Linked DNA regions of Mus musculus: all the other regions are linked to region 7. The links are chromatin contacts, called in public promoter capture Hi-C maps. All regions are on one chromosome and are shown on one strand. Each heading gives the region's core, a stretch centred on a gene start, on an enhancer-like site or on the middle of the called end of the contact. The rest is flanking DNA. Distances are from core to core; before and after follow the strand shown. Region 1 holds the start of Zfp53 (zinc finger protein 53). Region 2 holds the start of Zfp983 (zinc finger protein 983). Region 3 holds the start of Wtap (Wilms tumour 1-associating protein). Region 4 holds the start of Zfp758 (zinc finger protein 758). Region 5 holds the start of Zfp942 (zinc finger protein 942). Region 6 holds the start of 9330136K24Rik (RIKEN cDNA 9330136K24 gene). Region 7 holds the start of Lnpep (leucyl/cystinyl aminopeptidase).

Region 1 (3,791 bases), core at 1,026-3,525, 3.9 Mb before region 7:
GCTCCATAGGTGAGCTGGTCTGGGTGATCAGTGAGCCCTGCACATGAGAAAGAGATTCCTCAGAAAGCACCTGGATTTCTAACATGTGCTCAGTAGGTTAAGAGAAACGAAATTGAGGATTCTACAGTGAACCCTTCCCACTGTCACATAGTGTTGGAGTACTGAAAATATTCAAAAAAATATTTTCAGTTACCACAACTTGAACCACACGTCCAATCACAGCCCAGTTTAATCTCAGAGGCAGAAATGGACCTGAATGACTGGGATGAGAATATTATATACTAGTGAGGTTCTAAATTTATCCTGGATTAAAAATTATGGAAGCCTTATACTCACAAAGGAACACCCCAAAGAAGAGAAAGCATTTCCTGAAATCGGTCTTTGTTCCTGTGAGGATTTCACCTTACTCAGTAGAATGTGAGACTCATCCACAGAAATCTCACATACTTGCAGTCTAATTTGCCAAGAACCCAAAGGAGGAGCAAGGGAGACAGCAAGAAAACTATTTTCACCCACAGAAATCAGAGTTCCAATTCTGCAACATGCAGTCTGTACAGAGCCCTCTGAGCAGAGACCAGGCATTGCCCCTCCTCCTGGGAGAAGTCCAGAGTCACACCACTGATTGTCAACAGACCACAAAATAAAAGATAACAGTTTGAACATTCCTGCTGGTGCACAACTTTAATGTGAGCACTGAGGAAATAGAGGTGGGTAGAAATCTATGAATTCCAGTCCAGCCTGGTCTACAATGGTGACTTTTCCATAACAGTTTAGTCATGTGTCCATGGGCAGAATGCTTTTCTTGAACCATTAACAAAACAAGATTGCAGATATTTTCTGATGTAGATGAGTTATAATTATTCACAAGATTATTTCTAATATTGTCATATACTATAATTAATGCCTTTTAATTTTGTTTCATTCTCTCTGTCTCTTTCTTTTTGCTGCAAAACTGGGTTTCTCTGTGCAGCCTTGGGTTTCCTTAAACTCATTCTGTAGACCAGGCTGGCAAAGAACTCCACCTGCCTCTGCCTCTGGAGTGTTGGGAATATAGGTGTGTACCACCACCAAATGCTGTCTAACTGTGAAAACCCTGTAGCCTGATTCCCTCAAACAGCATACTGTGATTTTCCAGGCTCTAATTTGCAACATTAAGAACTCAGAAGAAGACAAAAAAAAATTTTTTTTGTCTGACTTGCCTGCCTTCCTTACTTTTTTTCTCTCCTTCCCTCCCTCTTATCCATCCTTCCTTCTTCCTTCCCCTTGTTTGTCTTGTTGTTGTATTTATATTTAAGTTTTTGGAGACAGGGTCTCACAATGTAGCTGTGGTAGTCCTGGAACTCACGATGTAGATCAGGTTGGCCTACAAACTCAGTGAGATCCATCTGTCTTTGTCTCCTGACTGCTGAGATAAAAGATGAGTGTCACCAAGCCTGGCGGCACCCTTTTCACAACGCTATATTTACATCACAGAGTGAATACACAGAGTTTTAGATGAAAAATTAATGGTGGATAAAACGTTGACTTTTAAAAGTTAATGTTTACATCCATACCTGTGGAACTCACAACAAATTGTACTCTTAATTAAATTTGCAGGTGTTCCTTTCATGACTAATATCTAGAAGCTTTCATGGAATCATAGTCCCTAGGTCCATATGCCACTCTCTTGAATAAGGAAGTGGTAGCACACGGAAGTTAGTATGGATAATCGAAAATCTCAAGAGCTTTGTCCTTTCCACCATAGCAAAGAGAACCGCGTTTGCAAATATCAACCGATAAATTTAAATGTTCTACTAGGTTATTCGTAGGAGAATATGTGGAGGGTAGAAGATCAATTAAAAATAGCACTATTCAGTCAATATTATTGAAAAATGTATCGACGAGGGTAAGACATCCAACAGCACAGTTTTGAGAGCTGTCATCTTTATGAGTTGCGGAGACATTGATCATGCTCTGCTCCACTCCCGCCCGTTCTGCAGCCCCGCAGCTCCTCTGACCTGGAAGGTTCCAGGGCCGCCAGGCTGCTGTTCCCGCCGCGGCGCTGCTGACTCTCCCAGGACGCCCCGCCTGGCACCTGTAGCTTTGGGGGTTCACGGGTCCCGCGAGACCCCGGCCGTGTGCTCTGCAGGCAAGTCTGCACCACGCGACTCCACACAGTGCAGACCCTAGGCCGGAAACGCGTTCTTAACACTTTAGGCTCTGACTATTTAGCCTCAATTCCTTAGGCTCACACACATTGCATCTCAGTATCCCTGCTGGTCACTCCTCTAAACTCGCCCACTCCACACCCTTCCTCTACACCCAGCCAATGTGTAACATCCTCCCATCCTCTGCTTCCGGGTGAGTGGCTCCGCCCCACGGAAATCAGTCCCTCCCACTCGGTCTCAGGCTTCCTCCCACAGATCCAGCTGTAAGGCTGACCTGGCCTTGATCTGCACGGTCTTCCCACCTGCTTGTTGCGAGCCTGGACCAGAACTGGATCTGATATGACGCAGCATCCCGGTATCTGACCCCCATAGTGAGTTCTGAACCCGTCAGATACAAAATAGGCATCCTAACACCCCCATTGGACTATGAGCCTCTGGGCCATATAATATATACCAAAGAGCAAAACAGGCTAAATTCAGATGCCAGAATGCCATCTATTAAAATGCAAACGTGAGAACTCAAAACCATATACTGCAATTTTGATTTGGGGAGAGACTTTTCAGGAACGTGGAACATAGTCTTCGTTTTAAAATAAAGAAAAATCCTACCTGATAAACAGCTTAAAGGAAGAAGCCATTGAAAAGTCCTACCCGCCTATGATGTCTATGAACCACATCAGTGGTCCCCAGTTACCTTTGCATAATTTTAGTTTAATATAAATTGCGGTGTTTTAAGATTTAAACTTCATTAAAAGCTTTTGCAAGTTTCTTAACTTTATGTTTCCATTACTTACACAGTTGTGATTTGTAAGTAGACCTCTGGGGAGTTAACATTTTCTTATACTATAATTGCATGGATTTTCAGAAAAACCAAGATGAAACAAATAATTGAGAAATCAGTAATCAGCTTTAGGGTGCAACTCAGAGTACATGTTTCTGTTTTTAAATATTTTTTCTCAGAAATTGATGAAGAAGAATTTAATGCACTCAGATTCACAATACTTGGGTAAACTAATGTACCATAATGAAGATTACTGTTTTGATGACCCAGACTTTGTAATATTAAAGGCTCCATTTAAAACATCAAAGGCCTTTTCTTTCTTTCCGGGGGGTGGGGGGAAAAAGAGAGAGAGAGAGAGAGAGAGAGAGAGAGATAGAATCACTAGATTCTTCAAAAGTTATTGATGTAAAGCAAATATTCTGCCAGATGTCAGAGTTTCTAGATGATTTGAGGCAGGTCTGCAGTGGACAGCTATTGCTTATTTCTTTCCTCCATTGTCTGAGTTCCACACACTGTTGTGTTTCTTAACTTTCCTTTTACAGTTATTCTCAAGTCAACTCTCTACAATGACTCCTGAGATCATTTACCAGAAGGGTATCAGTGTATCCTCCACTGAGAAGAAAATGAAGGATGTAATATGAATGAATACCTACATATAAGGAAGGCAATTACAGAACAATGCTACTTCATGGACTCACATTAGGTTTATATTTGTAAAAAAAAAAAATTCCAATCTGACATCAGCATAGTCAAGTAAATTTTGTTTTATACTAGTGTTAAGTCACTGTAATTCAGATACAATAAGGTGCAATGTCTTCTAACAGTTACAACAGGCAGGACACCTGTTGTGTCCTGCTCATTCA
Region 2 (3,884 bases), core at 495-2,994, 4.0 Mb before region 7:
CCAACATACCTGGATCCTTAGGTACTGTCTCCTCCCTCTCCACCTTCTAGGTTTCCACAGATAAGCAGGTCTGGGTGATCAGTGAACCCTGCACATGAGAAAAAGAGTATTTAGCAAGCACCTTCATTTCTGGCACAGCACTGTGCTCAGGAGATAAAAAGAAAATTCTACGGCGATCCCCCAATTCTCATGCAGTGTCAGAATACTGAAAATATTTAGGAAGCATTTTCAGTTAGTGTAACTTGAACCTCACTTTCAGTCACAGCTCAGTCAAGTCTCAGGGGCACAAATGGAACTGAATGACTGGGATGAGAATATGATACACTAGAGAGGTTCTGAATTTATTATGGACTAAAAAAGGATGGAAGCTTTACACTGTCAAAGATCTCACAATTGCAGAATAACTTGCCTCTTCCTGAGGAGGAACAAGGGAGGCTGGAAGCAAACTGTTCTCACCCACACAAACCAGAGTGCTGAAATTCTGCAACAAGGCCTTCCCAGAAGGGTCCTGACACTGCCTGTTCTTCTGGAAGTCCACAGTCACACCAGTGGCTGAGAAATGACCACAAAATACAAAACAGCAGTTTAAGTCCTTGTCCTGGTGCACACCTTTAGTCCCAAATGTAGGGATTAAAGGCGTGTGCCAATACCACCTGGTTTATAATGCGCAAACTGTGAAAATACTGTGACCTATACCCTCAAATAGCCTACTGTGCCTTTCCAGGTTCTAGGAACTCAGCACAAAAACACGATTTTCTTTTCTTTCTTTCTTTCTTTCTGTCCTTTTGTTTTTTGTTGTTGTTGAGACAGGAGCTCATCATGTAGCTCTGGCTATCCTGACCTCACCAAGCAGACCAGGCTGGTCTCCAACTCTTTGATCTGCCTGCCTCTGTCCTCCCTCCCCCATGCTGGGATTAAAGATGCATGCCAACAAGCCTGGTGCATTTATAGCAGAATATTGCATTTACATCAGGGAGTGCATGTCTCCGAAGGAAAGGTAATGGTGGGTATAGAGTTTACTTTTAAATGTTAATGGTTAAAACCATATCTATGAAACTCGCAAAAAAATATGCTTTTGGATTCAATTACATTTGCAGCCACTCCTTTCATGACTGCTGTCTAAAAGCTCTCAGCAGATGCCAAGTCACCAAGTATGTTCACGGGTATAACAAGGGAGTTAGCATGGATGAATGTAAATTCCAAGAGCTTTGTCCTTTTCACCTAAATAAAGAGAACTGTTTTGCAAGCATCAAAAGATAAATTCAAATATTCTCCTAGACCACTCTACTATGAATATTTTGGCAATCAGGTGAACAATAAAAAACAAATCAGGATTACTTCAGTTCATATGACCTAAAATTGTGTTGACAAGGGAAGAAACCCACAGCAAAACTTCAGAGCTTGCTTCCTTAGGAACAGCAGAGAAACTGATCACAGCCTGGTCCCCTCCCTCCCCTTTCCCAGCCCCTCAGCTTCTCTGACCTGGGAGGATCCAGGGCGGTAGGGAGGCGGGTCCAGCTGCTGCACTGCAGACTTCCCCACCATTCCCCGCGCGGCGCCCACGTCAGCCCCGAGTTTTACCTTCCCCGAAGTCCACCCTGTGTTCTGACCCCAGGTCTGCACCACATGATTCCCCACGGTGCAGGCCTGCTTGCTCTGCACCTGAACAGGTCATTGACACTCAGGCTTTGGCTCTCAGTACAACTACCCAGGCCTCATCAGCCGGTTCCCAGCTTCCGTTTACGTCACCCCCTAACTCCTCCCACTCTGAACACTTTTCTACATCACACACCCGCCTCAACAGGCCACATCCTCACACCCTCTGTTTCCGGGTAAGTGGCCCCGCCTTACGGAGATAGCTCCCTCCCATTCTGTGTCAAGCTGCCTTCCACACAGCTCCAGATGTCAGGCTGAACAGTCTCCCCTCATGCTTGCTGCCAGCCTAGACCAGAAGTGAGAAGTGGACCTGCTAGGAGGCTGTGCACCCAATGTTTGACACACACAGTGAGTTTTGAACCCTTTATATCCAAGATAGCCTGACACCTGGACTTGACAACCAGCCTCTGGGCTACATAGTTCATACCAAACAGCAACAGGCTCTCCCATCCCAACACACAAACATGAGAAGCCAAAATACTGAAATTCTGACTTAGGGAGAGACATTTAAAGAACTTAAGTCAGAGATCTGGTAGCTTTTGCTACCAGCCCAAGGCAGAATTCACCCCGCAGTGTACTGCTTTCACCACAAGAAGGCAGACTTGCCAGTTCACTAACTCAGAAAGACATTAGCCTTCTATGACTCATACTTAAAGTCCTTTGAGAGAAAATATAGAATTTCTTCCTTCTGTCGTTCCTTCCTTCCTTCTTTCCTTCCTTTTTTAATAGAGTGATGGGTGCAGAGACTCTTGACTATCCTGATAGAGAAAATAAGTAAAACTTAAGCCGTCAGCTACACCATCAATCTCTACCTCTGGGGACACCACCAAGGAAGAAGAGGTGGTTAGGAAATAAGAAGGGAAAAAGGAGGGGAAAGGCTAAGACACGACACAGCATTCTCCAGACCATACAACTATTGTAATCAGTAACCAACAGCAGCTGTCTTTATGTGCACTGGCCTCACACAAGACCACAGTCAGTGTAGGTTAGGGAATGGCACACACAACCTCTCAGATGTTGACTATGGATAGATTCATAGATTCTAGAAGAGTGATGTGCCTTTAGCATATCAGGGTCCAGCACACATCAGGCTCCAAACCCACAGTCTCACAAATGGCTCTGGTTCATCTCAGTGGATCACAAGCAATATGAATAGATATGGACACAGTAGAGTGACTGTTGGAATTGTGAACCAGGATAGTGGAGAGGTAGGAGATGAGAGTGGGCAGTATTTGATGTGAGCGCACAAATGCACACACACATTCTGTGTGTATATACATGTATATGTGAGTGTAAAATAGTTAATAATAGAAAGATTGGGAGGATTCATTCATTCATTCATTCAGGACAGGATTTTGCCATGTAAACCTGTTTTTAAAGGCAACAGTTTAAATGATTACATCAGTCTGTAATTTATTGCTTGGTAGCATCAGTATCTTATGGGATTTTTGTTTTTGTTGACTTTGTTGTTGTTTTGCAAGATAAGTTGGCCTTGAATTCACTGAGATGAACCTACTCTGGCTCTAGCATGCTAAGGTTACAGACATGTGCCACCATGCTGGACTCATTATCTGCTTTAGAAAGAGCTAATATCAAGAGTCAGGAGTTGTCATTAGTCTCCCTGTGGGAGCCCCACATTTTATGGAGACTTTGGTGACTCACTGTAACTATTGGCTACAGGAGGCATGCAGCCAGCTCTTAGAGTGATTGATGGACTAACTGCACAGCAGAGGCATTTAGCCTTGCACCTCCAACCCCCGAACCCCTGACTAGGCAAACATCAGTCCCCAGCTTAAAAAGCTATGGTTCAGAGGCAGTGTCTAGGAAAGGGCTGGCGTTCAAGCCTATGATTTGTAGCCCATGGTCTCTGCTGCCTGGCCCGCTGTCAGCTCTGGGGGGCACAGCTCTTTCTTTCTTAGCCTGAGATATGAAACCCTGGAATCACGCTCAGCAAAACAGCATGCATTCTAACCTGTACTCGGAACCCTGACCACATAGCTAGGGGAAAACCCAACATTGGCAAGGAATCATTTCTCTTTCGTTCCTAGCTGCCATCATGGCTTTTATCTTAAAGGGATAACATGCCTTTTATCTGCAAAACTGAAATAATTTAGATTAAAGGAAGTTTGTGTCACATGTTGGTTTTCCAAATGTTGTAGTAAATATTAATTGGGAGTTTCTACCTTGCCTTAGATCATTTACTTCCCAAATAAAAAACACAAAACCTT
Region 3 (3,560 bases), core at 872-3,371, 4.6 Mb after region 7:
CCAATCTGGGGGCTGGGAGATACAAGTTTCTGACCTGGATCTTGGCATGGAGATCTAGAGGCATGGTGGATATGAATTCCAGGAAATTAAGACAGGGAGATCTCTGAGTTCAAGGTCAGCTGTGGTTAAAGGCAAGGTGGCACACACCTTTAATCTGGGCCACACCTTCTGCTGGAGGCCTACAAAAAGACGTTGGAAGAAGGAAGATTTGCTCTCTCTCCTTCACCTGCTTGCATTGTGGGACTGAACAACTGCTAGATCCTTGGACTTCCATTCACAGCTGCTGCTGACCATTGTTGGGAGTTGGACTACAGACTGTAAGTCATCAACAAATTCCCTTACTATATAGAGACTACCCATAAGTTCTGTGACTCTAGAGAACCCTGACTAGTACAATGTGTTCAAATATATGTGTCTGTACCACAATATGCCTACCAAGACCAGAAATGGTCATCAGGTCTTCTGGAACTAGAGTTACAATTGTGAGCCATGATGTGGGTGCTGGAAATTGAATCCAGGTCCTCTGAAAGAGCAACAAGTACTCTTAATCACTGAGCCATCTCTCCAGCCCCAAGTTAATCTTTAAATTTAAAATAGTGTCTCTGAACTTCTTTGGTATTTGAATTTGTATCTCATTATCTTTTACACTAGAAATCTTTGAAGAAAGTAACATTAAAATGTTTGTACTACAATATATGTAACTTCAAAACCATAGCAACAATGTTATAACTACAAATCACTTAGTGAAACTGAGTGATTCTTAGGTATCTAGGACAGAGCCCTCTGTAGGCACAGAGCCAGAGCATGAAATTCAAACACTGCAGCTATATTCTTTCTTTTGTGTATCTTTCAGTTCCGCTATCAATTTTAATTTGAATTGATTCCTTTCAATTTGTTTTGGACTCTGGAGGGATTTTCTTGTTTTACCTATTCGTTTCATAAGTTTTGAAAACTCACAAGTCTTGCTGTTTCTACCTTTATCTCCTACAGCCATTACCCTCTTTTGAGTAACTATTAAGTTTCTGCAATATTCTTCCATTTTCTCGATATGTGCCTACATATATGTGTATATGTATTTCTACACCTTGCTTTATTCACTCAAGCCAGGACTCATTCCAAAGTAACACATAACTATTAATGTCTGCATCCTCACCAGGAAACAGGATTTCAATGTATATTTCCATTATAAACAAAGTTGATCCTCCTTCTATGGAATATTTTAAGGATCTGTGAACCATCTGTTCACGTCCTTCTCCATTTTCTTTAGTTTTCCAAGGACCCTGCGATGTAAACTACCTAGTGGTGGCATCTGGTCTCTACTGTAACTGTATCCTTATAAATGATCTCAGGCAGGGCACCTACGCTGGGGATTAACCGGGCTCATAAAACCGACTAAGCCTAAATATGACTGTCCCATCTGGGAAGTGCTGAAGAGACTGCCGAGCACCGCTGTTCTTGCTAGAGTACTCCAGAACCCTCACCCGGCTGCCTTCCCGGGGCTTCCAGTCTGCCCACACGCGCAGCCTCCTGGCTCCTCGACTCAAACCCAAAGACGCCCCGGGGCAAAGCCGGCGGCCCCAAGAACGGCGACGGCTTCTAAGTCCCCCTCCCCCGCCCCCAACTTAAAACGAGGGGCGCTTAAGCATGAAGCCGCTGTCTCCCCGTTCCGGCACGATGCGCGGAAGCATCCTGAGCTGTGAGACTGCCTGGAAGAGCCAATCACGCGCTTGTCGGCTCGGATTCCTCCGCCCAGGCCGCGCAGCAGCCGCAGGTGGCCCCGCCGAGCTTGTCCGGCAGCGGCCGTCGTCCCGAGATGCCTCGCGGGTGACCTCCGACCTCGCGGGCCCGCCCTTCTCTCCGGCCGCTTCCCTTCCCAGCCCCGCTGAGCTTGCAGAGCCCCGACGGGGCCGGTGCGGGCTTCCGCGGACTGTCTCCGTGCGGCGGCGGCGTAGTGCCGCTGCCTCTCCGCGCCCCGAGGTCCCGAGCGGGGCCGAGCCGGCCGCCCCTCGCCCCTTCTCTCCAGAGGCGCCCGGCGCGGTGACCGAGGAGGCGCCCGAGAGGCGCGTCTCGGGTGAGTGGGCCACGGGCGGGGTCTCCGCGGCGCGCTCGGGGCGGGGCGCAGTCCGGGCGGGGCGGGGCCGGCGGCAGGGCCGGCTTTCCTCCCTCAGCGCCATTTTGTGGCTGCGAGACCCGCAAATAAAGGTTCTCGCCAGCGCTGCGGCGGGAGGAGCGCGGGGGGGCCGGCGGCGGCGCGGCCTCGGCCTGTGTGACTGGCGGCGCCCGCGCAGCCTCGGGCTGGGAAGGTAGGTGCAGCCCGCAGCGGGAATGGCCACGAGGGCCTGTGGGGCCGGGGAGCGAGGCGCGGCCGCCCTAGACCCGGGGAAATGCACTCCGGGCCGGAAGGGCGACCGGGCCTGCGGCCGTGCAGGTTTCCCGTTAGGCAGAGCGGTTTGCTGCCCGTGGGGATCCTTGCACCGCTTCGCGGCCATTCTACTTCCGTCCCTGACGGCAGGGGACAGGGCGGGCGTTCCCGCGGCCGGGGAGGCGGGGAGGCCGGAGGCCGCCCTCTCGGGGCTGACTGGCCATGCCGGTCCTTTCCCCGCCTCTGTCGCCCCCTCCCACCTTCCAGGGTTCGTCACCGGGGACCCAGAGGTACCCACAGTTCTGTATGGCACAAGTGAAGCATTCTGTTTTGTTTTTTGGGTTTTTTTTTTGTTAAAAACAATTCCGTACCACGTAGTAGCTTGTCTTTGCAACCACGTTCACCTGTGGACTTCCATTTTTACATAAGTGCATGCATTGTGAGAGTAGTTCTTTTTTTTTTTTTTTTTTGACAGCTTAGTGGAATTTTTCGTGAACTTCTAGTCTAGTTTTGGATTTCTGTATGGCTGATTTGACCGTATTTAAAATTGTTTTGCATAAGACAGCGGGTGCACGGTAGAACAAGACCTAAGTTTTCCTCTCTGTGTACATGTTTTATGGGCGTGGGGGGCGGCTAGGCCTTGTGCATGCACGCTAGGCCAGCCTTCTGCCGTTCAGCAATTCCCCGAGCCCACAGTTCTTGGTTTGAGAATGAGGAAGTCAGTTAATTTGACCCCAAAGGACTAAGAATACACTGTAAGCTGGTTGTAAAGATCGGTGAGCCTGTTAAAGCTTCAAGGAGCATGTTATAATCCTCTACGTTTTATTTACGCCTTTTTCATCGTTTTCACGCTCTACCCTAGCCTTTTCATTTAGTTAATTTTATTGTTTGGAAAGATAGGTGGAAGTCACAGATCAGTTACTACAAATTCTACCTTTCTTTCCCTTTAGCTTATGTTTGAGCTTTGGGACTGGAGAGTTGGCTCAGCAGTTTCTCTTCCAGCACCGGAATGATGGCTCTTGACCATCCTTAACTCTTGTTCTGGAATTTTGACTTCCCACTTCTGACCTCAGTGGGTGGCATCAGGCGTGCACGTGATGCACATATATACGTGCAAAACATTCATAAAACATTTTTAAATGCGGTCTGGAGAGAGATGGTTCAGCGGTTAAGAGAACTGACTGCTCTTCCAAAGGCC
Region 4 (3,713 bases), core at 942-3,441, 4.7 Mb before region 7:
GGAATCCTGGGAGGAGATGGGGAGACTGCAAGAAAACTATTGTCACCCACAGAAATCAGACTGCTACACTTGTCCAAAGGTAGATTTTTACAAAAAGCCCTGTCAGCAGGGTCTAGGCATTCCTACTCCTCCTACAAGAAGTCTAGTCACAGCACTGAATGTTAACAAACCCTACAATAAAAAGAAAAACAAAACAAAACAAAAAAACCCCAGCAGCTTGGCCACATATGTAGGTGCAGAGTGCTTTTCTTCAAGCACAGAGACTTTTTTTCTGATACAGGAGAGTGATCACAATTGTACAAAAGATGCTTCTAAAACTTTACATAGTGTTGTCTAATACACTCACATAGCAATACTGAACTTGCTTGGACCTAAGATGTACCATAAGAAATCAGCATAGGAGCCTTACTTATAATAGCCAGAAGCTGGAAAGAACCCAGATGTCTCTCAACAGAGGAATGGATACAGAAAATGTGGTACGTTTACACAATGGAGTACTACGCAGCTATTAAGAACAATGACCATGAAATTTGTAGGCAAATGGATAGAACTAGAAAATATCTTCCTGAATAAGGTAACCCAGTCACAAAAGAATACACATGGTATGCACTCACTGATAGGTGGATATTAGTCTAGAAGCTCAGAATACCCAAGATACAGTTCACAAACCACATGAAATTCAAGAATAAGGAAGACCTAAGTGTGGATACTTTAGTCCTTCTTTGAAAGGGGAACAAAATACTCATAGAAGGAGTTACAGAGATAAAGTGTGGAGCAGAGACTGAAGGTATGACCATCCAGAGACTGTCCCACCTGGGGATCCATCCCATATACAGTCATCAAACGTAGACACTATTGTGGATGCCATCAAGTGCTTGCTGACAGAAGCCTGTTAGAGCTGTCTCCTGAGAGGCTGTGCCAGTGCCTGACAAATATACAGGTAGATCCTCGAAGTCAACCCCTGGACTGAGCACAGGGTCCCCAATGGAGGAGCTACCGAAAGGACCCAAGGAGCTGAAAGAGCTTGCAGCCCCATAGGAGAAACAATATGAACTAACCAGTATCCCGAGAGCTCCCAGAGACTAAACCACCAACCAAAGAGAACATACACATGGTGAGACTCAAGGTTCCAGCTGCATATGTAGCAGAGGATGGCCTAGTTGGTCATCAATGGGAGATGAGGCCCTTGGTCCTATGAAGGTTCTATGCCCCTGTGTAGGGGAATGCCAGGGCCAGGAAGTGGGAGTGGGTGGGTTGGGGAGCAGGGGGTGAGGCGGTGTATTCGGAGGAGAAACCAGGAAAAGGGATAACATGTGAAATATACATAAAGAAAATATCTAGTAAAAATTAGGCAATTTAAAAAATAAATCAGCATATGAAGACGCATTTCTGAATGCTTTACTTACATCCTAAACTGCATACAACTCAGACGAATAATTCATGGGCAATAAAAAGTATGCTTAGTAAATAGTAATGTTTACAATCATAGCCGTAGCATAACACAAAGTATATTTTCTCGTTCAAAAAAGTGTGCACTGGTTCTTCATATGATTACTATATACACAAAGTTCTACATAGCAGGGTAAAACGTATCCTCTTGAATAAGCAATTAGTAAAACACAGGAGTTAGAAAATATGAATAAATTTACATTCCGTAAGCTTTGTGATTGACACAATAGCAAACAGCAGATAATACAACTGGTCTATCATTTTTAATGAGTTATTTTACGACTGAATATTCTGTTAACTGGAGGATAAATGAAAAAAAACCATGATAGACCAACTGTTCATAAGATCTCAACTTCCTGACAACTGTAAGAGATCCACATCAGAACTGTGAGAGCGGCGTCCATAAAAACAGCTGCGGAAGCCCCCCCCCCCCCCCCACCTCCCCGCTCCGCTCCCTCCCGTTTCCCAGCCCCGCAGCGCCTCTGACCTGGGACCTTCCAGGGCTGCGCTGCTGACTCTCCCAGGTCCGCAGCCACAAAACAGAGTCTGAGGAGCTTTCCGGTTTCCGAAGGAAACTGGGGCCGAAAAACCAGCGCTCAGTTCGAGTACACATGGATTACACAGGTAGCAAGGGGAGTGGTGGCTTTTCACGTCATTCTGGCCTGGACATTTGGAGCTGGCGACCTAGAAGAGAACGCAGCTGGACGGACTCTACCAACGTAATTAAGGAAGTGAAAGCGGCGGGCCTGAAGGCGTTAGCGCTGTCACGTGACCGGAACCGTGGTGTCCTGGGCGGGGCTAGGGGAGCCGCTCCAAAGATCGTGGCCAGAGACTGGGAACCGCGTCCCCTTAGGTACCTGTTGGAGCCAAGTTGTCTCTACTCCCACTGCGGGCGACTTACCCTGGCCTGGTTCTTTTCGAAGGCCGTAACTCTCCTCAGATGCGGTTTCCTGTGCTGACCTGGGAGAGTCAGCCATCAGCCGCGCAGCCGGGGGCACCGCAGCCCGGCGGCCCTGGAACCTTCCAGGTCAGAGGAGCTGCGGGGCTGGGAAATGGGCTGGAGCGGAGCAGGGGCTTGTTTTCTGCAGTTGCTCTTAAGGACGCCGCGCTCACAATTATGCTGTGGATTTTTATCATTGTCAGGAGGTTTGAGATCCTATGAACTGGGTGTATCGTGCTTTGTTTGTTTGTTTGTTTGTTTTCATTTATCTTATGGTTACCAGAATGATTTCCGAAAATAGTGTCGTAGAACATTTGCAGTACTGTAGTTTGCACACGGGGTTCTCTTTGTAACAGCAGTTACAAAGCTTCTCGAACTTAGATTTCTTAACTCCCTTGACCCATCATTTGCCTACTCAGGAGAGAGTGGCTTATGGCCTGGGAAATAGGCATCCTCAGAGGGCTTTGTAGGTAGAAGTAAAAAGAGGAACCAGGGCAGACTTGACTGACTCAGAAAGTAAGGGTCCAGACTTAACCAGGATGTGATTGGAAAGAGAGAGGTGGAGTTGGACAAAGGAAGAGAAGGGAAGAGAGAATAGGGGGCAAGAGAAGAAGCGGGAGCCAAGAAAGCACCTAGCCAAAGTTGTCTCCTTTGATACTGTTTGGTTTTGGATGCCAGGACAATGGACTGAGGTGCATATTTTAAATATCAAAGCAGACCTGACCTCAGGGTTCTACCAACCTGAGAGGCCCTGCCCTCAATCCTAACTTTTCAGCCCAGGGTCCTGGTTGCCCTTCCACTAGAGGTGCCTCCCTATATAATCCAAACGTTTTGGTCTCTATCTCTCTTCCTCCTCTTCTTCTTCCTCTTCCTCCTCTACTGTGGATGGGCCTGTTCTTGTGAACCAGTCCCCTAATGAATATAGGAGCCAATCACTGGGTGAGTACATGGGACTTTCAGGTTGGACATAGGAAGAGAGTAAACAAGAGAGAGTCGGGTCCTTTTGGAACCAAGACAGCATATGGGTAAGATGTAGCTGCTTGAGTGTCCCAGTATCATGGCAGATCCACAAGGATCAACCACTAGAAGAATAAGAGTACAAGGCTTACAAGATTAGGTTTTCAGGGTTGTGCCCAGAGATTGAGTTACTATTGTTTCTGAATTAAGTTTGTGTTGCATTATCCTTCACATAGTGGCTTGCATGGGTTCAAGAAAGAAAGGTACAGCAGCAAAGCGAGGGTTTGCCAGATGTGTACCACAAACGATGTGGGGGACTTAAAGCACAGGGTTGCTGTGGTAACAACCTGCCAGTGGGAACCTAGAG
Region 5 (4,059 bases), core at 847-3,346, 4.3 Mb before region 7:
GTGGCTGCGGAACCGCCTCACTGGTCGCTATTGGCAGGTATAGGAGGTGCTGAAACATGCTCTACATTTTAAGATTTTAGGGGAAGGAAGAATCACTGCTACCTGCTGGCAGTCAGGGCGGTGACCAGAGCCTTCGTGTACGAAGTCCCACAGACTTAAGAAGCAGAACTTTGAGGACCCTCTGGATTAATCCAATTACAGCTGCCTCCCAGGAGCATGGCTTACAGTACCCCGAATTCACTGTCAACTTAATGAAGTGCCAGGTGGAGCTCAACCGGAAAGTACCTGTGGACCTGGCCATCTACGAACCATAGACGCTTAAATCTTTGGCTGCTTTGGCTAAGAGGAGGCAGCAGGAAGGATTTGCTGCAGCTTTGGGGGATGGAAAGGAGCCTGAAGGTATCTTTTCCAGAGTGGTACAGTACCACTGAAGGCTGCAGTGCTATAGAAACTGTTATAAATAAGACAGGACCAAAAGGACTGTCACCAGTAAGTCTGATTTGTATCTATTACCATTTTAGTAACAGGCCTGAGACGACAGGTGTTTACTCAGTAACACAGCCCCAAATTGTCCAGTAAAGATTGTACAAATAAAGCTTTTGCTGTGTTGAAAGTAAATAAATAAATACATAAATACATTCATGAATGATGCCTCCAAAAAGGAAACTGTGAAGGAAAGAGTAAATATCAGAAATAAAAATGTCCCTTTTAATCTAAAGATTTCATTTAACTATGTGAGATGTGAGTCTCATTCACACATAGCTCAGACACAAAGAGAGTCATTCTCCCAGGAATCCTGAAAAGAAAGCTGGAGAGACTGCAAGAAAACTATTGTCTCCCATAGAAACCAGACTGCTACACTTGTCCAAAGGGAGATCTCTGCAAAAATCCCTGTCAGCAGAGTCTAAGCATTCCCACTCCTACAGGATGTCCACAACCACAGGACTTGATGATAACAAACCCTACAATAAAAAAAAAAAAAAAAAAAAAAAAAAAAAAAAAAGCTTGGCCACATATGTAGGTGCAGAGCGCTTTTCTTCAACCACAGAGATCTTTTTTCTGATACAGGAGAGTGATCGTAGTTGTACAAAAGATGCTTTCTAAAACTTTAATCTATACTGGGTTTTCTAATCATAACAATAGAGTGGTCTGATACACTCACATAGCAATAGTGAGCTTGCCTGGCCCTAAGGTGTACCATAAGAACTCAGCATATGAAGACGCACTTCTGAATGCTTTATTTACATCCGAAACTGCATACAACACTAAAGTCTACTTAGTAAATATTAATGTTTACAATCACAACCATAGCATAACATAAAGTATATTTTCTCGTTCAAAAAAAAAAAGAATCTGTACTGGTTCTTCATATGGTTAGTATAAATACAAAGTTCTATTTAGCGAAGTAAAAGGTATTCTCTTGAATAAGCAATTAGTAAAACACGGGTGTTAGAAACATGAATACATTTACGTCCCGTATGCTTTGTGATTGACACAATAGCAAACAGCAGATAATGCAACTGCTCTATCATTTTTAATGAGTTATTTTACAACTGAATATTCTGATAACTGGAGGATAAATGAAAAAAAAAATCATGATAGACCCCCAGTTCACAGGATCTCAATTTCCCGACAACGGTAAGATAACAGAACTGTGAGAGCGGCATCCATAAAAGCAGCTGCGTAAAACACCCCGCTGCTCCGCTCCCTCCCGTTTCCCAGCCCCGCAGCGCCTCTGACCTGGGACCTTCCGGGGCCACCGGGCTGCGGTGCCCGCCGCTGCGCTGCTGACTCTCCCAGGTCCGCAGCCAGGAAACTGCGTCTGAGGAGCTTTCCGGTTTCCGGAGGAAACTGGGGCCGAAAAACCAGCGCTCAGTTCGAGTACACATGGATTACACAGGTAGCAAGGGGAATGGTGGCTTTTCACGTCATTCTGGCCTGGACATTTGGAGCTGGCGACCTAGAAGAGAACGCAGCTGGACGGACTCTACCAACGTAATTAAGGAAGTGAAAGCGGCGGGCCTGAAGGCGTTAGCGCTGTCACGTGACCGGAACCGTGGTGTCCTGGGCGGGGCTAGGGGAGCCGCTCCAAAGATCGTGGCCAGAGACTGGGAACCGCGTCCCCTTAGGTACCTGTTGGAGCCAAGTTGTCTCTACTCCCACTGCGGGCGACTTACCCTGGCCTGGTTCTTTTCGAAGGCCGTAAACTCTCCTCAGATGCGGTTTCCTGTGCTGACCTGGGAGAGTCAGCCATCAGCCGCGCAGCCGCGGGCACCGCAGCCCGGCGGCCCTGGAACCTTGCAGGTCAGAGGAGCTGCGGGGCTGGGAAATGGGCTGGAGCGGAGCAGGGGCTTGTTTTCTGCAGTTGCTCTTAAGGACGCCGCGCTCACAATTCTGCTGTGGATTTTTATCATTGTCAGGAGGTTTGAGATCCTATGAACTGGGTGTATCGTGGTTTGTTTGTTTGTTTGTTTGTTTGTTTCATTTATCTTATGGTTACCAGAATGGTTTCCGAAAATAGTGTCGTAGAACATTTGCAGTACTGTAGTTTGCACACGGGGTTCTCTTTGTTACAGCAGTTACAAAGCTTCTCGAACTTAGATTTCTTAACTCCCTTGACCCATCATTTGCCTACTCAGGAGAGAGTGGCCTCTGGCCTGGGAAATAGGCATTCCCAGAGAGCTTTGTAGATATTAGTCTTATGAGGAACCAGTACACATTTGAGTGAATCAGAAAATATACATTACGAAGCACCAAAATTATGACTGTAAACATTAAGTTTTACTGACCAAAGTTTTGCTCCCCGTTAGAGTTCCATCTTAGATGCATGCTCTCTTTGATGTAAATACAGCATTCAGACATGTGTCTTCATATGCTTAGTTATTAACATCACACCTTACGGCTGAATGAAAATGAGATGATGACTGTCCAAAGGTGTGGCTGAGGAGAAGGTTAATTGTAGGTCATGATAATGCTCAGATTAGCTGGAGAAAACAAACAAACAAACAATTCCACCATTTGAGTAAGGGTTGTTAAATACTAACCAAGAGATGGACTTTGGTCACATGCTCCAGAGCTTTATAAAGACAAACCTATAGGCCACCATACTTTCCCATGCATGAGGTTTTGCAATTTTCTCAAGAACTAAAACTCCCAGCATTCCAAGAAGGTACCTGGTTCTTGCGAAGGTGGTGCTTACACGGTATTTTTGGGTTTTACAGTATGAACCAGAAAACAACCAGAGGCCACTTGAAGAGTCCAGACTGAACTAGGTATGGGGGTCAGGGAGGGACCAAGAGAAAAACCAGGAGCCAGGAAAGCTTCTAGCCAAAAATGTCGACTTTGATGTGTTAATAGGCACTTAAGTTAGCCATTCCTCTTGTGATATAGTCCAGCCCAGTATGCATGCTGTGAGAGGAAGATGTTTTTATAGATAGAAAAGTCAGTATAGAGTTTTTAAAAATAGGAAAGCATCTTTTGAATAACTGTGATTGCTCACTTACATCAGAAAAATGTCTCCTTAGTTCAAGAAAAGCACTGTGTCCACGCACATGTGACCAAACTATTTTTTTTTGTTTTGTTTTATTTTGTTTTTATTTTTGTTTCATAGTTTGTTGTTAGTAGTTTCTCAGACTTTGGACTTCTTGTAGTTGTGAGAACACCTAGACCCTAGAGTCAGGGCTTTTTTTCACAGACCTGTTAGAGAAGTGCAGCAGCCTTGATTCTGTGGGTCAGAATAGTTTTCTTGTAGTCTTCCTTGCCCCTACTAAGAGGTCCTGGGAAAACAACTCTGCATTTGTGTGAACTGTGTATGAATGAGTCTCACATCTCATAGAGTAAAATGAAATCCTCACAGAAAACGAGACTTTGGCATGATATTTTCTCTTTCTTCCTCCATGTCTCCTTTGGACAAGTGTAACCATTTTTCATTTTTGTTTTATGAAAAGTTTCAGGTGCATTCTGAAGAATTTCTTTCCTATATACAGGCCTCCCACTGCTCAGCTAGATCTGCTCACAGCTGAGTAATAATCTACTGTGCAAATGTACTACATGTTCTTT
Region 6 (3,946 bases), core at 373-2,872, 3.9 Mb before region 7:
TGACCGGATTCCCTCAAAGAGAATACTCTGATTTCCAGACTCTAATTTACAACATTAAGAATTCAGCAGAGGGGTTGGAGAGATGGCTCAGCAGTTAAGAGCACTGACTGCTCTTCCAGAGGTCCTGAGTTCAATTTCCAGCAACCACATGGTGGCTCACAACCATCTGTAATGGGAATCCAATGGCCTCTTCTGGTGTGTCTGAAGCCTGCAACAGTGTACTCACATATATAGAATAAAAAAATATTAAAAAAAAAAAAAACTCAGCAAAAGTGTTGGGGTCCAAGAGTTGCCCAACAAACCACACAAACAAATCCTGATCTCTGTAAGCCATCTGATCCTTGATGGTTTTTTGAAGGCACAACCTAAGACTCATAAGTCAGGTAGTAGACTTCAGGGGCTGAGCAACTACACAAATATCTTTTCCTGTAAGCTTATAAAAGGAGGAAAAAAACCCAAAGAACAGAAAGCACAATGAGATCACATTCAGGTGCAGGAAGGGCTCTGCTCTGACTCAAGCCATTTTAGACTAACAGTTCATGTTGACCTTTAATTTGATAGGTCCTACGTAAGGCTTTGTGGAAATTCTTAAGATTAACAAACCTCAAACAGAACATAACAGGATACGTGATCAGCATGACCTTGCTCTGAGTCAAGTTATTTTTCTGTGTCAGTGACTGGCAGGCATGTTACAGCAACAATCTGAAATAGCTGGCATGCATGGAACAAAATGGCTACAGCTATTCTGAGATGGGGCAGACCTCAACAAGAAGACACATTTTTTTTTCTTTTTCTTAGCTGGCTTTCCTTCCTTGATTGTTTGCTTTCTTCCTTTCTTCTTTCCTTCCTTCATTATTTATTCTCTCCTCCTCTTTTTTTTTTTTTTTTTTGTAATTATTTTTATTGTTTTGTTTTTTGAGACAGTGTCTCACCATATAGCTCTGGCTGTCCTGGAACTCACTATATAGCCTTTGCTCCTGAGTGCTGAGATAAAACGTGAGTGTCACCAAGCCTGGCGCCACTCTTTTCACAATTTGCATCACAGATTGCATACGTTCCCGATGGAAAATTAATAGTAGATAGACAGTTTACTTTTAAAACTTAATTTTTACATCCATACCAGTAAAACTCACAACAAACAGTACAATCAAATTCATTTAAGTTTGCAGGAGTTCCTTTCGTGACTAAAAGCTCATGGGGAATCCACCACATGCCACTTTCTTAAATAGAGAAGTGGTAGAATACGGAAGTTAGTATGGATGATTGTAAATTTCAATAGCTTTGTCCTTTCCGTCATAGCAAAGAGAGCTGCGTTTTCAAATATTAACTGATAAATTCAAATATTCTACTAGATCAGCCAGAAGGTCAATAAAAAGAAATAGTATTATTCCAGTTAATATTACTGAAAATTTATCGACGAGGGTCTGACATCCACAGCACAATTTTGAGAGTCGTTATCCTTATGATCAGAGGGGAAATTGATCCCGCTCTGCTCCCCTCCCACTCCTGCCCATTCCCCAGCCCCGCCTCAGCTCCTCGGACCTGGAAGGTTCGAGCGCCTCCCTCCCTTGTCCCCACCCCCACTCCCACTTCCTCTCCCCCATCCCCCGCTGCTGCCTCTGCCAGCTGCTAAACTGCTGACTCTCCCAGGATGCTCAAAAGGTACCTGCGGTATAGGTAAGTTTTCCGGTTCTGCGAGCCCCGCCGTTTCCTCCATACTCAGGTCTCCACCACGCGATTCCACACTGTGCAGCCGCTCTACCCCTCAACCCCAACCCCAGCTCAGTCTTGTACCGGATTCTTGACACTCCAGACTTTGACTTTTTAGTCCCACTTCCCAAGCTAACACACCTTGCTTCCTAGCTTCCCTGGCCTCAGTCTTCTAATCCCACCCACACTACACCCTTCCTCTACACCCAGCCAATGTACCACATCTTCCATCCTCTATTTCTGGGCGAGTGGGCCCGCCCAGCGGAGACCGGCCCCTCCCACTCTGTCTCAGGCTTCTTTCTGCCACAGCTCTTCCCTTCAGGTTGCTCTGCACAGTCTCCCCACACTCTTGCAGCCAGTCTAGACCAGAACTATATCTGGTAGGACCCTGCACCCCGATATCTGATCCCCATAGTGAATTCTGAATCTTTCAGATGCAAAACAGACAACCTAAGATCCCCATCTCACTATCATCCTCTCCACCACATACTGCATACCAAACAACAGGCTAAATTCGGATGCCAGAGTCCCATCCCCAAAACACAAACATGAGAAACCAAAACCAAATACTTCAATTTTGATTTGGAGAGAGACTTTTCAGGAACGTGGATTTGGGGGAGGGGGGAGGTTGTCTCAAGAACTCAGTGGTCAGTGTTGGGGTCCAGCAGTAGCCCTACATGCCACACAAACCCTGATCTCAGTCAGACAAGGACAGATAATTGGATGCATACCCTAAGACTGATCAGAATTTGGGGGCTGAGCTACAACCACAAACACTTCTCAGGACTGGTTTAAGAATGAAAAAAATCACAATGCGCTCATATGCAGGTGCAGGAAGTGCTGACCTGTGGTTTTCTCTGACCCAAGCTATTTTTGCTAGCCAGACAGAGCAGTTCTATCTGACCTTTATTCTGATTGGTCCTAAGTGGAGCATATAATTTTCAAAGTTCTTAAGATTAACCAACTTCAGAACACACAGAAGATAACAGGGTATGTGGAACACGACCCTGCTCTGAGTCAAATTATTTTTCTGTGTCAATGACTAACTGGCATATTACAGAAACAATGTGAAATAGCTGGCAGGCATGGAACAAAATGGCTACAGCTATGTTACAGGGACAGACCTCAACAGTCAGGACTGAATTCATACTTCATTGAACTTCTTTCACCACTAGATGGCGGACATGTCATTTTAGTAAAGCAGAAACAAGTTTGTCTTCATGATTCCAAAAGTGCTTTGAGATAAAACCTAGAACTAACTCTCTCTCTCTCTCTCTCTCTCTCTCTCTCTCTCTCTCTCTCTCTCTCTCTAGTACAGTGGTGTACGCAGAGAATCTTGCACGTCCCAGATGCAGAAAATAAGTAAGGTTTGTGGTCCCAACCCTAGAAAAGTCAGTTTTACAATCCAATGTCTAGCTCTGAGAAGCATGGAGGAAGAAGAGATGGTTAGGAAATAAGAAGGGAGAGAGGGGGAAAGGCTAAGAATTCCAAGTCTAGAGTTCTCTAGACTCCATACAACTACTGCAATCAGTAACCAAGAGCAGCTGTCCTTGCCTGCACTGGCCCCACACAAGACCACGGTCAATCTAGGAAAGGGAAAAGGCTTTACCTCTCAGGCATTGGCAATGGATAGACTGTAGAAGAAGAATCACTGGCTTTAGTTGTCATCCTGTGCTGAGCACATCAGGCTCCTGAACATAGCTTCAAACCCACAGTCTCACAAATGGCTCTGGTTCATCTTAGTGGGTGCCAGGCAATATGAATAGACATGAACAAAGTGACTGTTGGAACTGTGGACCAGGATAGCAGAGAGGTAGGAGTGAGAATGGGCAGTATTTGAAGTGGGCACAGAAACACACAATGCTGTGATATACATGCATTTTATCTTTGTGTGTGTGTATGTGTGAAATAACTAATAATAAAAAAATCGGGGCATTCATTCATGGTAGACAAGGTTTCTCTGTGTGAACCTGTGCTTAAAGGCCCGTGATAACATACCTAGATCAATTAAAAAAAAATCAGTGTGTAATTTCTTCTTAGTTCTAACAGTATCTGATGGATTTTTTTTTTTTTTTTTTTTTTCAGTTTTGAGGGCCAAGATGGCCTTGAATTCACTGAGATCAGCAGTTCCTGACTCTGGAATGCTAGGATTAAAGGCATGCTCCAACATGTCAGGTTTATTCATTATCTGGCTTAGTATCAGATAATAGAGTCAGGAAGTCTTGATATTTTTGTG
Region 7 (3,977 bases), core at 605-3,104:
TCATGAACATTTGTACTGAGCACAAACAGACCAACTGGAGACATTCATTATAAAGACATTCAGTGGAAAGGTTTCAATGTGGGCAGTAAATTAGAAATATAAACATTATACTGTACTTATTTAATATATTGTGTAACGATTAAAAATGAGGACATAGCCCTAAAAAAATGAATGAAAAAAAAAACCTGCCCCACTGATCTTGTATTCTTGATAAACAATAAGCCTTTTGACAGCTAAGAGTGCTCTGAACATAATGGCAGGAGGAATCTTTATAGAACCCACTGTGTTTGTTGCTATTTTAGGTGTGTGGTCAGAGGATTCTCTGTAGGGGTGACATTTGAGTTAAGAAAATGACAGGAAGAAGTAAGCAAACAAAACACAAAGCTGTGGAACAATTTTGCAAGGAGGGTTTTGTTTTGTTTAAAAAAAAATAAGTAAAGGTACGGTTAACGATGCTGAATAAATCGCGCCAACTTCTAGGAGCCTTATGAAAGCTTCGGGGCCATTAAAGGGCGAGAATGTTAATGAGGTCCCAGAGTTAGGTAAGGAGTTTAGTGGTTACTCCAAGTACAGTTGGTTTTCACAGGGCGTTGTAAAACAGGAGTGGAACGTAGTGGATGTAATACAATCGACCTCTTAAAAACACTGCACTTCGGGTTTACTTCTTTGAACGTAGAATTTCCTTATCGATCGAACATCATCCCTTTCTCCTCTTTCGCCCAGGATATTTGTACAGGTTTAGATTTTGTTTGCACGGGTTGACAGCCTGGGAGGAGGAGTGTGTGACAGTTGGCTCGCGCAGTGAGGCCAAGGCCTAGCCAAGTCGCCGCAGGGGACGAAGCAGTGAGTGGGGAGGAAAGAGGAGCTGTGGCTGCGGTTGGGAGGGATGGGGGAGCCTCTTCGCGGGGTGTTGACTTCCGGCAGTTGGAGAAACAGGAGCTAGCAGGAGCTAACGCGGTCTCTACGTGTCTCGTAGGCTGCCGGGGACCGCCCCGATTTGGCACCGGAAACAATGGGGCCCGAGGCAAAGGCGCGAGTACTAGGGGAAGGGGGAACTTGGCTCCCTCCGGTCTAGCCCCGCGGAATCAGGCCGTGTACCCTGAAGGCTGGGAGCAGCCAACTGCTGGTGTCGAGTAAGGACAGGACTAGGCAGGCGGGCCTCTCTGCACACAACCTCTGCGCGCACGGTCCGTTCTCCTACACCCCGCTCCGGGTTTTGAGATCTGCTCGCAGTTCTAAGCCCAGCCCTAAGCAAAGGGCACCGATCGACTCCCGGGCCCCTCCCTTCCTCTGGCCTCCGGCTTTGCTGCAGCAGCAGCTGCTGCAGGGCGTTCTGCTAAAGGAGGGAAGTCGGGCCGACCACCGCCGCAGGGCTTGCTCCGGCGGTTAAGAAGAGCGCCGCCCCGGGCTAGCCCAGCGTAGAGGCCGACCCACCCTGGGCCTTGTCTTGCTTTCAGAACGCGAAGGGCGACAACCCCTCTGGCGACAGCATCACCGGCCGCATTTCCGGGCTCAGTACTGGGGTGGCCGCACCCGAAACACGGCCGGATGCAGTAGTAGGTGTACCAGTTGTCTGAACCGGGGTACTACAGCTCTGCGGCACAGACAGCGCGGCGGCTAGAAGTGAGCTCCGGGGGTGGGGCTCTAAGCCCCGCCCCAGCACTGCGCTCCTCCCCGCCGCCCCTGGGCGGAGTGGGCCTAGGGTTGAGCGATGCTTAGCGTCCACGCCTCAGTGGGTCTTTTGCAGCAGTTGCGAAAACCCGGAACGAAGGTGTTGTTGCCGTGCGGCGGAGCGGCGCCGCCCCTCGCCGCACCTCCCCGGCAGCCCTCGGAGGCCTTTGCTGGGCATGCTCAGTCGTCAGGACCGCTTCGGCTCTCGGAGTAGGAAGCTTGGGGCGCTGGGCTGGTAAGGACCCGCGGCGGGGCGAAGATGGAGTCCTTTACCAATGGTGAGTGGCTAGCCCGAGTCGCGGATTCCCGGGCTCTCAGGGTCCAGAGGGTCAGATGTGGCAAGGGGGTCAGGCTGCAGGCATCCCTGCCAAGGGTTTCCCAGGCGGGCCGGGGGGCGGCAGAGGGGCCAGGGTCGGCTGGGGCAGGCGTGAAGGTCAGCCCTCTCCCGGGGGCCAGCCCCGAACCTCCAGGTGAGGTAGTCGGCAAAGTTTGGGATGCTTGCGCGGTGGAGGGGGCGGCGGCAAAGTTGGCAACGGCGTTGGTCCTGGGGGAAGCGGCCGCGGCCAGGAGAAGCTGCGGCCCCGGCGAAAGCCTACTCGTGCGGGGAGCCTGGAGCTGTCCGCCCGTCCTTCACCGAGCTGTCCGCATGCCTTTCCGTAACAGGGCGGGGTGGGGCCGCGGCTGGCAGCGTGATTTAGTGCACTGCAGGGAAGGAAACTTACCGGGGGCTGGCTAGTACTGCTCGGTGTGGCGAAGATGCCGCCCCGCATTGCCACCCGTCTGCCTACCGCTGCTCCGCAGGTCGACCAAACTTCTTTTTACCAGCTAGTGATGTTTGATCTTCTAGTTAGAGATCCATTGAATATCAATGGCCCTTGTTGGGCTTATATCATAAGGTGGCATGGGTGTGTGTGTGTGAAAGTCAAAGCAGTCTGTGTCCAGAAAATAGCCACGGCCCTTTACTTCATGGCTTTTGTCTGGGCTTGTAGTGCTTGAGTCTCAATATAGAGGTGAGATGATGTCTCACCATTTTATGGTGTTTAAATATATGGATTCCACTTTAGGATGGAAAGTAGGAAAACTGCTAATAAAGGGTAGGGCTTAATGAGATTAGAGGATCCACTTTCTACTTGGCATGTGTTTCCAGTGTGGTTGGTTACTTCAGGTAGGTAGAAAGTCAGATTAATGGGAGAGAAGCATATTATTGTTGGGAGGGGGGTCGCATGCCACTTAAGGAACTGGGAAGGGGGAGGGGACACCCACTCTATCCACTCTAATGCCTAGGCTGGACTTTGTTGTGTTCTTTAACATTGTTTACCACATCGCTGGAGCTGTGACCTACTCATTATGTTCTCCTTTTCCCTAATTCGGGATGCTTTATTCTCCTGCCATCTTTCTGTCTGCAGTGTTTAATTAGGCTTAGTAATGACAGCTTTAACTCCAAATTTCTTTCTCATATGTGTTCTATTTGTAATTACCAAGTTTCTAAGAATAGTCTGGTAAACTTACTCAGAGAATTAAGGAAGATTTGAACTGAAAGGCACCATAGAGACCATCTAGGATTTGAGTGTAAAATGTGCTTAAAAGAGGTATAAAATTTTCCAAGACGTTTTCTTCCTTCTAGGCAGAATTATTGGAGCCTCCTTGTTTTAAATATGTAGGTAAGATTTTTAATTATGAAATCTTACCCAATTGAAAACAAGAATGAGTCATTTATTTAGTCAGGTTTTTCCCTGGTTGATTTGTTGAACTTCCCCCCTACATAATTAAAGTACATTTTCACACCATAAAGTTAAAATCTTTTCTCCTCCCATAGAATATCCTCCTTTAGATATATTTACAAACTGTCTCATTTGGGAAGACCATGGAGAAATCCTAGAGAAAAGAGGCAAAAGGTCAACTTTTCTAGTTCTTTTCTGTCTACCAGTTTTTCACAGTTGGTGTTGAAGGCTGATTGGCAATGTGTCATTTCAGTTAATGCTGTCCTCCTTTAAGAAGGAAAGCAGGAACTACATATAACTCTGATACTGCTAATTTAAGGTGCTTTGAAGACTTTAAGGCGGAATAGGTATTTAAAACTTTTAGAAGTTTGCTGTAGAATTTTCTCGTGTTCGAATACTATATAGTGTAAATTGTACTTATTTTTGTCATCTTACAATCTATGATTGAAGGATTTATCAAGCTTGTTTGTTTGTTTGTTTGTTTTTCAGGACAGGGTTTCTCTGTATAGCCCTGGCTGTCCTGGAACTCGCCTTTGTAGACCAGGCTGGCCTCAAACTCAGAAATCCACCTGCCTCCGCCTCCCG

What was found. Promoter capture Hi-C pulls out the DNA fragments that hold promoters and counts their contacts.
Region 1: a contact with region 7 is called in a promoter capture Hi-C map of second pharyngeal arch cranial neural crest. The contact joins the promoter of Zfp53 here to the promoter of Lnpep in region 7. A contact is called at or near these places in 4 of 39 promoter capture datasets (cranial neural crest, frontonasal cranial neural crest, pre-B cells and 1 more) and 1 of 484 Hi-C or Micro-C datasets (B cells).
Region 2: a promoter capture Hi-C map of pre-B cells shows a contact between it and region 7. The contact joins the promoter of Zfp983 here to the promoter of Lnpep in region 7. A contact is called at or near these places in 2 of 39 promoter capture datasets (cranial neural crest and pre-B cells).
Region 3: a promoter capture Hi-C map of the HPC-7 cell line shows a contact between it and region 7. The contact joins the promoter of Wtap here to the promoter of Lnpep in region 7. A contact is called at or near these places in 2 of 39 promoter capture datasets (the HPC-7 cell line and pre-B cells).
Region 4: a contact with region 7 is called in a promoter capture Hi-C map of pre-B cells, with 5 times the contacts expected there. The contact joins the promoter of Zfp758 here to the promoter of Lnpep in region 7. A contact is called at or near these places in 2 of 39 promoter capture datasets (cranial neural crest and pre-B cells) and 1 of 484 Hi-C or Micro-C datasets (B cells).
Region 5: a contact with region 7 is called in a promoter capture Hi-C map of pre-B cells, with 5 times the contacts expected there. The contact joins the promoter of Zfp942 here to the promoter of Lnpep in region 7. A contact is called at or near these places in 2 of 39 promoter capture datasets (liver and pre-B cells) and 1 of 484 Hi-C or Micro-C datasets (pre-B cells).
Region 6: a promoter capture Hi-C map of pre-B cells shows a contact between it and region 7. The contact joins the promoter of 9330136K24Rik here to the promoter of Lnpep in region 7. A contact is called at or near these places in 4 of 39 promoter capture datasets (cranial neural crest, frontonasal cranial neural crest, pre-B cells and 1 more).

The regions. Positions count from the first base shown.
Region 1 is chr17:21,487,472-21,491,262 of GRCm38.p6, reverse strand. Zfp53 (zinc finger protein 53) reads right to left here and starts at 2,275. Exons shown (of 5, transcript NM_013843.3): 1 at 1,998-2,275; 2 at 1-37. The coding sequence starts at 7.
Region 2 is chr17:21,648,471-21,652,354 of GRCm38.p6, reverse strand. Zfp983 (zinc finger protein 983) reads right to left here and starts at 1,744. Exons shown (of 7, transcript NM_001357098.1): 1 at 1,483-1,744; 2 at 410-552; 3 at 10-88.
Region 3 is chr17:12,990,820-12,994,379 of GRCm38.p6, reverse strand. Wtap (Wilms tumour 1-associating protein) reads left to right here and starts at 2,121. Exons shown (of 8, transcript NM_001113533.1): 1 at 2,121-2,303.
Region 4 is chr17:22,359,931-22,363,643 of GRCm38.p6, reverse strand. It overlaps Zfp758 (zinc finger protein 758), which reads right to left and starts at 2,191. Exons shown (of 3, transcript NM_001347330.1): 1 at 1,937-2,191. The coding sequence starts at 2,062. It overlaps Zfp944 (zinc finger protein 944), which reads left to right and starts at 2,244. Exons shown (of 6, transcript NM_176962.4): 1 at 2,244-2,476.
Region 5 is chr17:21,960,501-21,964,559 of GRCm38.p6, reverse strand. It overlaps Zfp942 (zinc finger protein 942), which reads left to right and starts at 2,096. Exons shown (of 6, transcript NM_001199048.1): 1 at 2,096-2,304. Zfp943 (zinc finger prtoein 943) reads right to left here and starts at 2,001. Exons shown (of 4, transcript NM_001025373.2): 1 at 1,741-2,001. It also overlaps the pseudogene Gm7805.
Region 6 is chr17:21,533,554-21,537,499 of GRCm38.p6, reverse strand. 9330136K24Rik (RIKEN cDNA 9330136K24 gene) reads left to right here and starts at 1,622. Exons shown (of 3, transcript NR_131123.1): 1 at 1,622-1,677; 2 at 3,029-3,072. Zfp52 (zinc finger protein 52) reads right to left here and starts at 1,961. Exons shown (of 5, transcript NM_144515.2): 1 at 1,667-1,961.
Region 7 is chr17:17,622,366-17,626,342 of GRCm38.p6, reverse strand. It overlaps Lnpep (leucyl/cystinyl aminopeptidase), which reads left to right and starts at 1,854. Exons shown (of 18, transcript NM_172827.3): 1 at 1,854-1,949. The coding sequence starts at 1,931.